Regions from separate parts of the Mus musculus genome. Here region 2 is linked to region 1. The links are chromatin contacts, called in public capture Hi-C maps. All regions are on one chromosome and are shown on one strand. The core of a region is the stretch at or near the end of the contact, and the rest is flanking DNA. Distances in the headings are between cores, read along the strand shown.

The links. Capture Hi-C pulls out chosen DNA fragments and counts their contacts.
Region 2: a capture Hi-C map of bone marrow-derived macrophages shows a contact between it and region 1, with 7 times the contacts expected there. The contact joins two enhancer-like sites. A contact is called at or near these places in 2 of 39 promoter capture datasets (the C10 cell line and embryonic stem cells), 1 of 15 datasets of contacts at CTCF or cohesin (CD8 T cells), 3 of 484 Hi-C or Micro-C datasets (bone marrow-derived macrophages, double positive thymocytes and macrophages), 5 of 115 datasets of contacts at active chromatin or transcription factors (bone marrow-derived macrophages, effector CD8 T cells, large pre-B cells and 1 more) and 2 of 9 other capture datasets (adipose tissue and bone marrow-derived macrophages).

The regions. Positions count from the first base shown.
Region 1 is chr7:80,639,465-80,644,831 of GRCm38.p6, reverse strand. All of the region lies in intron 2 of Crtc3 (CREB regulated transcription coactivator 3), which reads left to right. Gm15880 (predicted gene 15880) reads right to left here. Exons shown (of 5, transcript NR_040343.1): 4 at 5,184-5,270; 5 at 448-2,863. Among named protein-coding and RNA genes, the nearest start is that of Gm51450, 5.7 kb to the left of the region's middle. Within about 2 kb of position 3,216, at least 123 of the 459 cell types and tissues checked have an H3K27ac peak or open chromatin away from gene starts, as enhancers often do. A contact at or near this core is called in CD8 T cells and bone marrow-derived macrophages, where this site is marked.
Region 2 is chr7:80,713,023-80,718,524 of GRCm38.p6, reverse strand. Iqgap1 (IQ motif containing GTPase activating protein 1) reads left to right here. Exons shown (of 38, transcript NM_016721.2): 37 at 1,406-1,514; 38 at 4,580-5,502. The coding sequence ends at 4,693. Among named protein-coding and RNA genes, the nearest start is that of Crtc3, 27 kb to the right of the region's middle. Within about 2 kb of position 3,049, at least 105 of the 459 cell types and tissues checked have an H3K27ac peak or open chromatin away from gene starts, as enhancers often do. A contact at or near this core is called in CD8 T cells and bone marrow-derived macrophages, where this site is marked.

The DNA.
Region 1 (5,367 bases), core at 1,967-4,466:
TGAGTGTGTTCGTGTCTGGATGTGTAGGATGTGCAACCACGTGTATATGGAGATCAGAGGTCACACTCAGGAGTCAGTCTCCACCTTTCTCTTTGAGACAGGGCCTCCTGTTCATGGCTGCATATGCCAGGCTAGCTGGCTCATGGCCCCTAGGGATCCTCTTGTGCCCCACCCTGCCATGTTGCTGTAGGAACACTGGGCTCACAGATGCTTGATACCATGTCCAGTTTCATGGAGGTTCTGGGGCTTTGAACTCAGTTCTTCATACTTGTGCAGCCTGGTGAGCCACCTCCACAGCTCAGCCTACGTTATTTTTTAAGGCAGAGTCTCTCACTGGGGATCCAAATCAGGTTCTTATGCTCAAGTGGCAAACACTTTACCCACTGAGCCATCTCCACAGCCCCTCTTTAAAACAAATCAAATCAAAACAAACCAAAACACAGTCTTCTATTACATGAACATCGCACAATTTATTTTATTATACACATACAGTTTTATACAGACAGGTATAGCTGCAAGAACACTTTCTAGAAGCGAGTTTCTGGAACAGTTGTAATTTTACGTTGTATTTTGTCAGGTCATCCTCTCTAGAATGTCTACCAGTTTATACCCATGTCTGTTCTGTCAGAGAGCCTGGCTACCCAAATCAGGCCCAAGGTTTCGCCAAAATTTGTGATCTTTGCTAATCTTTCTTAAGCTTGTAAAATGCCTGTATGTAGGATGTGTGTCCATGAGAGAGAGAGAGAGAGAGAGAGAGAGAGAGAGAGAGAGAGAGAGAGAGAGATGCTTGTGTGTAGCGATGCTAAGTGTGTGCAGGTGCACAGTTGCATGGAAGCCTAAGGTCACCCGTAGGTGTGGTTTCTCAGGAGCCATCAACCTTGTGTTTTTTAAAAATCTTTTTTTTTTTGAAACATGCACTTGTATGTGTGTGTATTGTGTACGTGCATATGTGTTCAAGTATGTGAGTACAGGTACACCAGTGTGTACTGTATAACAGGGTGAGGTCGGAGACAGCCTTGGAGATCAGTCCTTACCGTGTTTGAGGCAGGGTCTTTGGTTATTTGCAGCTGCGTATACCAGGCCCCCTAGCCCACTGAGCCACCTTGCCAGCCCCTCTGGTTTTGTTCATTTGCCTGTGTGTGTGTGTGTGTGTGTGTGTGTGTGTGTGTGTGTGTGTGTGTGTGTGTGTTTTGAGGCAGGCTCTTTCTCTCTAGAGTGCTAGGCTGGCTAGCCAGCAGATGTCAGGGATCCCCCTGTGTGATTTCCTGAGAGTTGGGGCTGCAGATGCCTACATCATGCCAGCATTGCACGTAGGCGCTGGGGATCTGATCTCTTGTGCTTTGCCCTCTGAGCCATCTCTCCAGATCTTCTGTGTAGTTTTCATTCGCTTTTCTTTTATAAATGCACCTCCCCCCCAACCCCCGCCTGTGGTTTTGTACTATCTTTAGCTGCACGACACATCTTTTACCCTTAATTTTGGTGGTTGAGTTGTTATGTTTTAGAAAATGTGGCCAGTTTTCTGTGATTTGAGTTGCAAGTATTTTCACAGTTTGCTATTTATTAGATTTTTATGATGGGATTTTTTTTCATGCAAATTTAAAAACATGTGGGGTGTGGGACTGTCGCACAGTGGTGCAGTGCTTGAGTTGCAGGCATGGGCCACCCCTGGCTTCCTCTTCGTTGATGTGTCTACCCCTGTACCAGTGCCACACTGTTTGACTAATTACTATAGGTTTATATTACACTTATACATATTGATTTATTTTCATGTGGCTTTTCAGTCCCTAGCTCCCACCCCCAGGCTATTGAATGTTTATTTCCACGATGGTTTTTAAGTTTATCTTATTTTTATTTTAGGCTCATTTGGGGTTTTAGAGGTTTGAATGAGAATGGCCCCCATAGGCTGATGTATTTGAATCCTGGGTCCCCAGTTATTGGAGCAGTTGGAGAGAAGGATTAGATGGCATGGTTTTGTTTAAGGACATTTGCCAATAGGGGCAGACTTGGAGGTTCCAAGAGCCCAGACAATTTACACTTAACTCTCTGCCTCCTACTGTGGCTCTAAATATACTCTTAGTTACTGATCTAGCACCAGGCCTGTCTGCCTGCTGCCGTGCTCCTGGCCAAGATGGGCGTGGAACCGAGCCCTCTGAAACTGAACCACCAGTAAACGCTGTCTTCTTAAGTTGCCTTGGTCTTGGTGTCTTATCACAGCAAGAGAAAAGTAACCAAGACAAAAGTATTTTTAAAAGCAGTGTTGTTAATAACGTTTGCACTGCTAAGCAGTGCCATTAGACTCATGTTTCAGGGGCTTCTTCTGACTGCAGTGTGGAAGCAATGTAGAGGTGACAAGAATAAAGACCAAAAGTCTGTTATAGCTCACCATGGTGTCACACCATGTGGATCCGGTAAGTTTCAGACCAGCCTGGGCTACACAAGTGGGACTTTGACTCAAAACAATCAAAAATAAAACAGCAAATCCCAAGGCTTTTTCAGATACGGAGGGGAAAGTGGATGGAGTTAAGGAGGAAGGGTGTGGGAGACACGGGGTCATCGGGGACACCATAACCAGCATCGCGTATGGCCCAGGGGGAGAGGGGAAAGGGAAAGTGCTCAAGGGGGGCCCCAAACACTGGGCTTAGGCAGCCCCATGGGGCCAGTGCCTGAGGAAGTGCAAAGTGACAAGTTAGTGCCAGGTGAGAGGGTGGCGCACAGTGACCTCCACTGAAGTGCCAGGCACCCAGCCCTTGGGGCGTTGACTGCAGTCGGCAGCTCTGGAGAGATCTGGGCTGTTGGTAGAGTGTGTGACTGACCACTTCCTGGAGAAGTTAGCATTTGAAGGATGGCTCTTGTGTTCAGAAGTCTGCAGAGACAGGAATCATGGAATCATGGAACAGGTTCTAAAATATTACACATAATCCCAGTTTCAGATACTTGAGATATCAGTGACTTAGGTACTGAAAAGTCCATTTGTATTTAGTGACAAGGAAAGGCTGTGGTGCCCTGGGAGTTTCAGTGGAGTGGACAGGGCTGGGAGTTGAGAGCTGAGCAGGGTACTGAGGAGGTGTGGCTGCTCAGACTGCTTGGAGGGAGAATGGTGAATCCTTCTGTCCTGCCCCTCCCCCAGCTTCACGCGTGAGAGCCTTCCTTGGCTGGGCTCATGTGCTCATGGGAAGAGCCAATAGAGGAGAAAGAGGAAGAAGTGTGTGTGTGGGGGGGTGGGGGGTGAGATCCTGGCCCTGTCAAGGGCTTAGAGAAACCGTGGTCTGTGGGGGAAACTACCCCACTGAGGATATGGACAAGTGAAAGATAGCAAAGAAACAGTGTCGCAGTCCCAGCTCTCCAGAGGCTGGAGCAGAAGGATTACTGAAGAAAAAAGAAGACAGGAGGAGGAGCAGCTGTAAACAAAACTGAAGGTGGAATCAGCCCAGGGATTTAGTGAAAGAGTGAGAATGTTTAAAGAGCAAGACCAACAAGGTAGCCCAGCTGTTAAAGGATTGCTGCCATGCCTGATGATTGAGTTCAGTCAGCAGAACACGCATGGTGGAAGGAGAGACCTGAGTCCTGAAAGTGCTCTGACCACTACACGTGGGCTGTGGCATGTGTGCTGCCCTCCACACTACCCTGTCCTACCTTCACATAAAAGTAAATACCTATTTTTAAAAAAGTAACATTAAAAAGCAATTGCTGAGGACATGGACTCAGCTCAGTAGCAGGACCCTGAGTTTAATCCCTAGTATTGAAAAAAAAATTAAAAAATAAAAAGTGGGTTGGAGTAATTCAGTAAACCCAGGAAGACGTGGGTTCAATCCCCGGAACACTCATAAAAGCCAGGTGTGCTGTGCTTGTAATCTGGGCCCTGAAGAGCTGGAGTCACTGGCCAGTCTGCTTAGCAAGTTCCAGAGCAGTGAGAAAGTCTTTCAGAAAAGAGCGGTAATGGACCAGAGGTGCCTCCTCACATGCACACACAGCTGCATCAGTCCATATACATTATAGCCAGCTGTAATGTATACCATGTTACTATCCGTGCTAAAAGAGAAGAGTAGAAGTAAGGTCCGCTCCCACTTGCTGTGCTTACACAGTCGTTCATTGAAGGGCTCATGCAGCCATTACCCTGGCTGTCTATCAGGAAGCAAGAAGGGGAAATGGGATCAGCGGTGTCTCACACTCTCAATCTTTATATTTTTCATTTGTTGAGAGTGTGAATAAATACTTATTTTCTTTTTGAAACAGTGTCTCGTGTAGCTCAGACTGCCTTCAGTTTGCTGTGCAATTGAGGATGACCTTGAACTGTTTTGGGGTCCACCTCCTACCTCTGTGTGCTGGGAGTACAGCTGTGTGACCACCATGCCCTGTTACGGGGTGCTGAGATGGAACCAAGCTTTGTACATGCCAGGCCTGCACTTTACCGCCTGAGCTGTCTTCCCAGCTGTGGACCAGGATTTTCCCAGTTACTCTTGACCCTAAGTGCCCCTGACTTGTCTGTTCAGCAGCTAAGAAACAAACCCTTGCTTTTAGTCTGAGAGAACTTTGCCTTTATTTGACTCTGCCTACTGGGACCAGCATCCTCCGGGAAGCATTTCTGCATCCCTGGGTCAGGGAGGAGGTGTGCATGCCATCTGCTGCACCTGGTCCTCTGCTTCAGCTTCAGCTTCAGCGAATGGGCTTTAAGGTTGGCTTATAGCCCCAGAAAGAAGAGCAAGCCAAGGTTAGCATCCTCATTAAGCTGACACTCACCCTGGCTCTCTCCACAGCCCAGCTATGACACAAACCAGTGACAGTCAGTGCGTCAGCTTGTCACCCCATCACTATTACAAATGATTCCCAGAAACTATAAAACCTCAAATATTCCCCCAAGTAAGCAGAAGTAAGAAACACAGAAAGTCAAAGTGGGGGACAGGGTTCTAGCTTCCTCATTTCATTCCAGTGTTGGAACAAATGGTGAAATGGTTGCACGGATTAGCGCACTTTATATATGTCACACAGGTTAGCACACTTTATATATGTCACACAGGTTAGCACACTTTATATAAGTCACAAGGGTTATAGCACACTTTATATATGTCACAAGGGTTAGCATACTTTATATACGTTACAAGGGTTAGCACACATCATGTTCTTCGTTCCATGCTGATTGTGACTTTCACTTGAAGCATCAGATGAAATAATAATAATAAAATCACCTCAGAGCATTCAGATCCTGGATGAGGGAATAAAGTTCAGGGGCAGAGTCCTTGCCTAAAACTTGTACTGAGACCCTGGTGTCCCCACTGTCACAAAGAAGAGAAAGGAAAACAGCTCATTATATAAACAAAGACATTGAAGTTCCACAAATATACCAGCTCCACTCTCCGCCATTTCTCTGTA
Region 2 (5,502 bases), core at 1,800-4,299, 74 kb before region 1:
AGCAGGACTGGTGAATGTGGGTAAGAGCCCAAGCTACTGCTCCCTGCCAGCCATGATCGTATAAAATACCTCCGTAAGGGCTGGAGAGATGCTCAGTGGCTAAGAGCACCCCGGCCAGAAAGCTGACAATCATCTGTAACTCCAGCTCCGGGGGTCCGATGCCTGATTCTGGCCTCCATATAAATACATGCTCACACACGCAGACTACACACACACACACACACACACACACACACACGCACACACACGCACTCTTTTTTTTTTTTTAAGTTTATGTTTCTTAGATTTCTGATTGAGGGGTTGTGTTTTTAGCAGGTTTGATTTTGGTGTGATTTGAGTATGGCTTGTGATTCCCCCCCCCCCCCCCCCCCCCCCCCCCCCGCCAACCCCCGGTCAGTTTTTCGACTGATTCTGTTGTGGTGTTTGGTTTTTGTGTGGTTGTTCTGACATTTGCAGTCCCCCAGTCTCTGACCTAGATTCTTCCCGTCTGTCTGTCATCATTTCCCACTAATCTTCCTGTGCCCCTCTGTTTGCATCTCTTCTCTCTCATTTGCTGCTATGGGCATAGACACTAAAAGACTTACCAAGTGCATTCACACTAATTACTGCACAAAGCAATTATCCGTAGGAAGGAGGCGTTCCAAGCAGGTAAGGTGAAACCACCCCGTTTCTGAGCACGGATGCTGTGAGCGCTCCTTTATCCCCTTGGAGACCTCTTGGGCACCCTTACTGGTTCTTCACTGTCTGTAGTGGGCCACAGCTCTACGGAGCTCTGCAGATGTGGAGTGATTGCTCTGTTCTCCTGGGGAGCAGCATAATCGTACTTATTGCTGGTGCTGTGTGGTTTCCTGCCTAGGGCCGTGTGTACTCATCCTTAAGTACATACATTCTCAGTCCAGTAAAGCAACCTTGCTGACCCCTCTGCTTCCTCACTCATCTCTCACAATCCTCAAACACCCTCCCCTTCCCCAAGAACTGGGTTTCTCTGTGTAGCCCTGGGTATCCTGGAACTCACTCTGTAGACCAGGCTGGTCTCAAGACTCAGGTATCTCCCTGCCTCTGCCTCCCGAGTGCTGGGATGGCAGGTGTGCGCCACCACACCCTGCTCCTTTTCTCACTGACTTTTGACTGTTGCTTCAGGGCGGGGCCATCTGGTCTCACCATTTCAGGCTTTGGTGGCCTTCTCATGGGCCGTCTTGGAACAAATTGCAAGTGCTTCAGGGAGGGGTGACCATTTCTCTCTCCAGGTGTCAAAGCAGACACCACAGCAGGATGCTTTTGCCAATGGCGCTGCCGCTCCAGGCGAACTTAGGTCCAGAATCTACCCCTAGTGCCCCCTCCCCCATCTCAGAGTCTCATTACCTAAAAACTCAAAGCTCACACATACGGTGTTGTGTTTCAACAGATTTAAAAATGTTATCTTCGAAATTGGTCCAACAGAAGAAGTTGGAGACTTTGAAGTAAAAGCCAAGTTCATGGGAGTTCAGATGGAGACTTTCATGTTGCATTATCAGGTGGGTGTGCACAGGCTCAGGCGTGACGCTCTCCGATGAGGTGGGAGAAAAGATAAGGGAAAGCCTTTGGGGAGAGCTTTGTGTATTCAGAGAGCTCGGTGGGCGCCTAGTTGGGAGAAGCTAAGGGCTTGGGGAGTTGGGTGTGGTCTGTGTCCTCTGAGAGTCGTCCTGTGCGGATGCTTTAGAGTGCTCTGACACCTGAATCTTCACTCCAGCCCTGATGAGCTGGTGCCCTGGCCTTGAAGGAGGTACCTAACCACCAGTGTTAGCAGTAAGAGATTCTTTGCTGCTCTGTACTTGAAATCTCTCTTTGTTTTCATTTTTATTTGATATGGATACCTTTTGTTAGGGATATTACTAAAATTTGTGAACACATTGCCTCGTTGTAACTCTGAATCACATTTTAAATTCAAAATTAACTCTGTAGCCGTTTTATAACGTAGCTGCCCCTAATTTATTTTTAAGTTTCTTTTTTTTTTCTTTCTGGTGCTTACATTTGACCCTCAGCATTGTGCTTGCAGGCTGTTTCCCACTGAGTTCAATTTCCAACCCCAAATACCTGATTTTGGGGAGTGGGAGGAATCTTATGTAGCCCAAACTATCCTCAAATCCACTATGTAGTTGAGTCTGGCCTTGAACACTTGACTCTCCTGTTTCTCCCAAATGCTGGGATTATAGATATGTGCCACCATGCCGAGCTGCCTAAATATCTATTTTTGCACATTAAAAAATGTACCAAATAAGGATGGTGACACGCACCAGTAATCCAGCTCTCAGGAGACAGAGGCAAGAAGATTCAGAGTTTGAGGCCAGCCTGGACTTCATTGTAATTCCTGGCCAGCCTGTATAGTGAAAGCAATCTTCAAAATCCAAAGCCAGAAATAATCAGACAATTGAAAGGATTCATGAGCGGTGTCCAGACCCAACTATGTGTGTACCACATAGTAGACCTCTTACGGTTTTTGTTGGTTGGTTTCTTTTTCTTTTCTTTTTTTTTTTTTTAAAGATTTATGTATTTATGTATGTAGCTGTCTTCAGACACACACCAGAAGAGGGCATCAGATCCTATTACAGAAGGTTGTGAGCCACCATGTGGTTGCTGGGAATTGAACTCAGAACCTCTAGAAGAGCAGTCAGTGCTCCTAACCAGTGAGTGACCTCTTCAGCCTGGTTGGCTCATTTCTTTTGCAGTGCTGAGAATCAAACTTTGAGCCTCACACATGCTCTACTGCCAAACTGCTCTTCCATGTCTTGCCACACCCTGCCTTGCTTGCCACTGCCGTGGTCTAGCAAACCAGGCTGGTGCCTCTCTGTGAGCAAGCGTTCCGCCTTCTGCACAGGATGCTCTCCCCTCCTGGAATCAGCCTCCCTCCCTCTGCTCCCTACCTGCCTCCTGCCTCCATCAAACAGTGAGCACTGGCCCGCGCTGCCCCCCTACAGCCGCAGTGATGGCCCTTCCCCTTGACTCAGCAGCCCTGAGACATCCTCTGTTGACAGTGCGAGCTGACTCATTTCCCTGCCACCCCCAAAACTGGGAACTCCTAAGACAGTATGTCTTAGTCATCTGTACCTCCCTGTTGGTAACCAGTAGTCTCTCAGCGCATATTAATTCAGTAACTGTGAAAGGATTTCTTCACACACTGTAACTAAGCATACTGCATACAGTCCCTATTCCATTGGTTTCACTGCCAGTGCAGGCCAACCAGTCTGCTAAGGAGACTGTACACTGCTGCTCGGATTCAGGAACTGGTCTGCCTCATAGGTGCCTGGGGTTAGGGTTAGGCTAGGCAGAGAGGACACACCATGGTCCCCATCCTTGGGACACTGCGGTCCCTTCATGCCCTTCCTCACCACCACTCACCAGTTTAGTGGTAGTGACGACAGTGCTGTCGTAAGCCGCCAGGACTGCAGAGAACATTAGAAAACAGCCGATCATACCGATCACCCCAGAGCCAGCTCTTTCCTGATGGCCTTGCCACCCAACACTTTGAGCCTCAGCAGCTCATCTCTAAAGTTCAGATAATTATGCTTCATAAGGTTTTTGTAATGCCTTGAAAAAATAGTGTGTAAGGTGCCTAACCGAGGCCACACACAGGCTCGGTGCTGGATGGTTGCTCCTCCTGTTGTACTTGCATTTACGTTAGACAACCTTTCTCATGCGGAGTTGAAGTTGGAGTCATATTCAGTTTACAAGAGACCCTGGGCTCAGTCTCCTAAAAACAAAGGACTCCAGTAGACTGCAGAGCTGGAGATGTAGTTCTGTTGGTAGAATGCTTGTTTGGCAGGCACAAACCCCTGGGTTTGATCTCAGCACTGTAGAAACTGAGCCAGGCAGCACATACCTGTCATCCCACCATGGGGTCAGGAGTATTCGGTCAGCCTGTGCAAAAGTGCCAGGGGTGGAGGCGGGGCGGGGGCAGAGCAACTGGTAGGTACTGAGACATTACAGGTCATTCTCATTTTCATTTCTCATTCTCATTGGCATATTTCATAAATTGAAATGCCTTTACTTTTTCTATGTGTATTAAAACCTCTAACCTACATCTGAAACAATGGGGAAATGCCATCATAACTTCTTTTTGATTAATCATTCCTTTACATTTCAAATCATATCCCCCTTCCAGTTACCCCTCAACAAATCCCATCCCATCTCCCCTCTCCCCTCTCCACCCTCCCCTTTGCCTCTTGAGGATGATGCTTCACCCACTCATCCATGCCCTGCTCACTGCTCCAGCGGCCCCTACCGTTGTAACTTTTGAAATAAGCTTTAAATGTATTTTAACTGAACATAACTCCTAATTTCCCTTTGTGTTTAGAATCTTTTACTATAAACTAAATGATAACCTAAGACTAAGTTGTAGGCTCCCTGTTGCTCCAGCACCCAGGGTAGCTGGCCCCAGGGCAGTCGTGCCCCGTAAAGCTCTGCACTGAGAAGTGTGTCTGACCTGCTGCACCATTTCACACCTGGCACAGAAGTCCTGCCTCTCCTCTCCTGGATCGTGGGGTCCTTCCTTTTCTTGTTCTGGATTCGATGGTGAAATTGTTTTGTTTTGTTTTTTAAACAGGACTTGCTGCAGCTACAGTATGAAGGAGTTGCAGTTATGAAATTATTTGATAGAGCTAAAGTGAATGTCAACCTCCTGATCTTCCTTCTCAACAAAAAGTTCTATGGGAAGTAATGGGTCGCTCGCCGCCCAGAAGAGTTAACAAAAAACGGCAGCACCTCACGGCTGTCTTTCTAGGATCCTCCATTATTCCTTAGAAGCAAGGACCTGGTCCAGTGGCGGTGCCTCAGTTCACACTCCCTCTGACGGACGGACGGACGTCAGTGCCCTCTCCCTTCTCCTTGTGAAGCCATAAGCCTGACTTCCCCTCAGCCCTGCTCCCTCATTTTCTCTCATCATGTAGGAAAGAGTGGGACCCCCTCCCAACCCCTTTCTGTTAAAGCCTCCTAAGTGGTCATTACTACTTTGTAGACATTGGTATTTGTTTTACTTAGCAATAAGAATGGTGAAATTCAAATTCTCGTTTAGAAGTGAAAGCTGTCAGGTTGATAGCAAGCATGCACATCAAATTCACCAGAAGTACAACCCATCGGCGCAGTCAGAGGATGGAGTCTGATGTCTTCCGGCTGCTGCCTTTGTGGGCAGAGCTAATCCAAGTTACTGTTCTCTGTTCAAATGAAGCAGCTTCAGGAGAAAAAGAGCAATTACTTTTGAATTCTCCAATAAATCTGGACAATGCCGTTAGCGAAGAGCCCTTCCTGGTGAAGGCAAACCCATGGTCACAGCAGGCCATTTAGAGACTGAGTGGGCGGGGCACTTACCATCCCTTCCACAAAGGATAGCTTCCCCCAGCTCAAAATGTAACTGTTTCTAAACTGTATTCCAAGAGTGCCTTACCAAAGTATAAATTTATTTCTTAAAATGTGAGTAATAGGAATTTTAAAGATTTATATAATGCTTTTGAACACTCTGAGAAAGGGTTG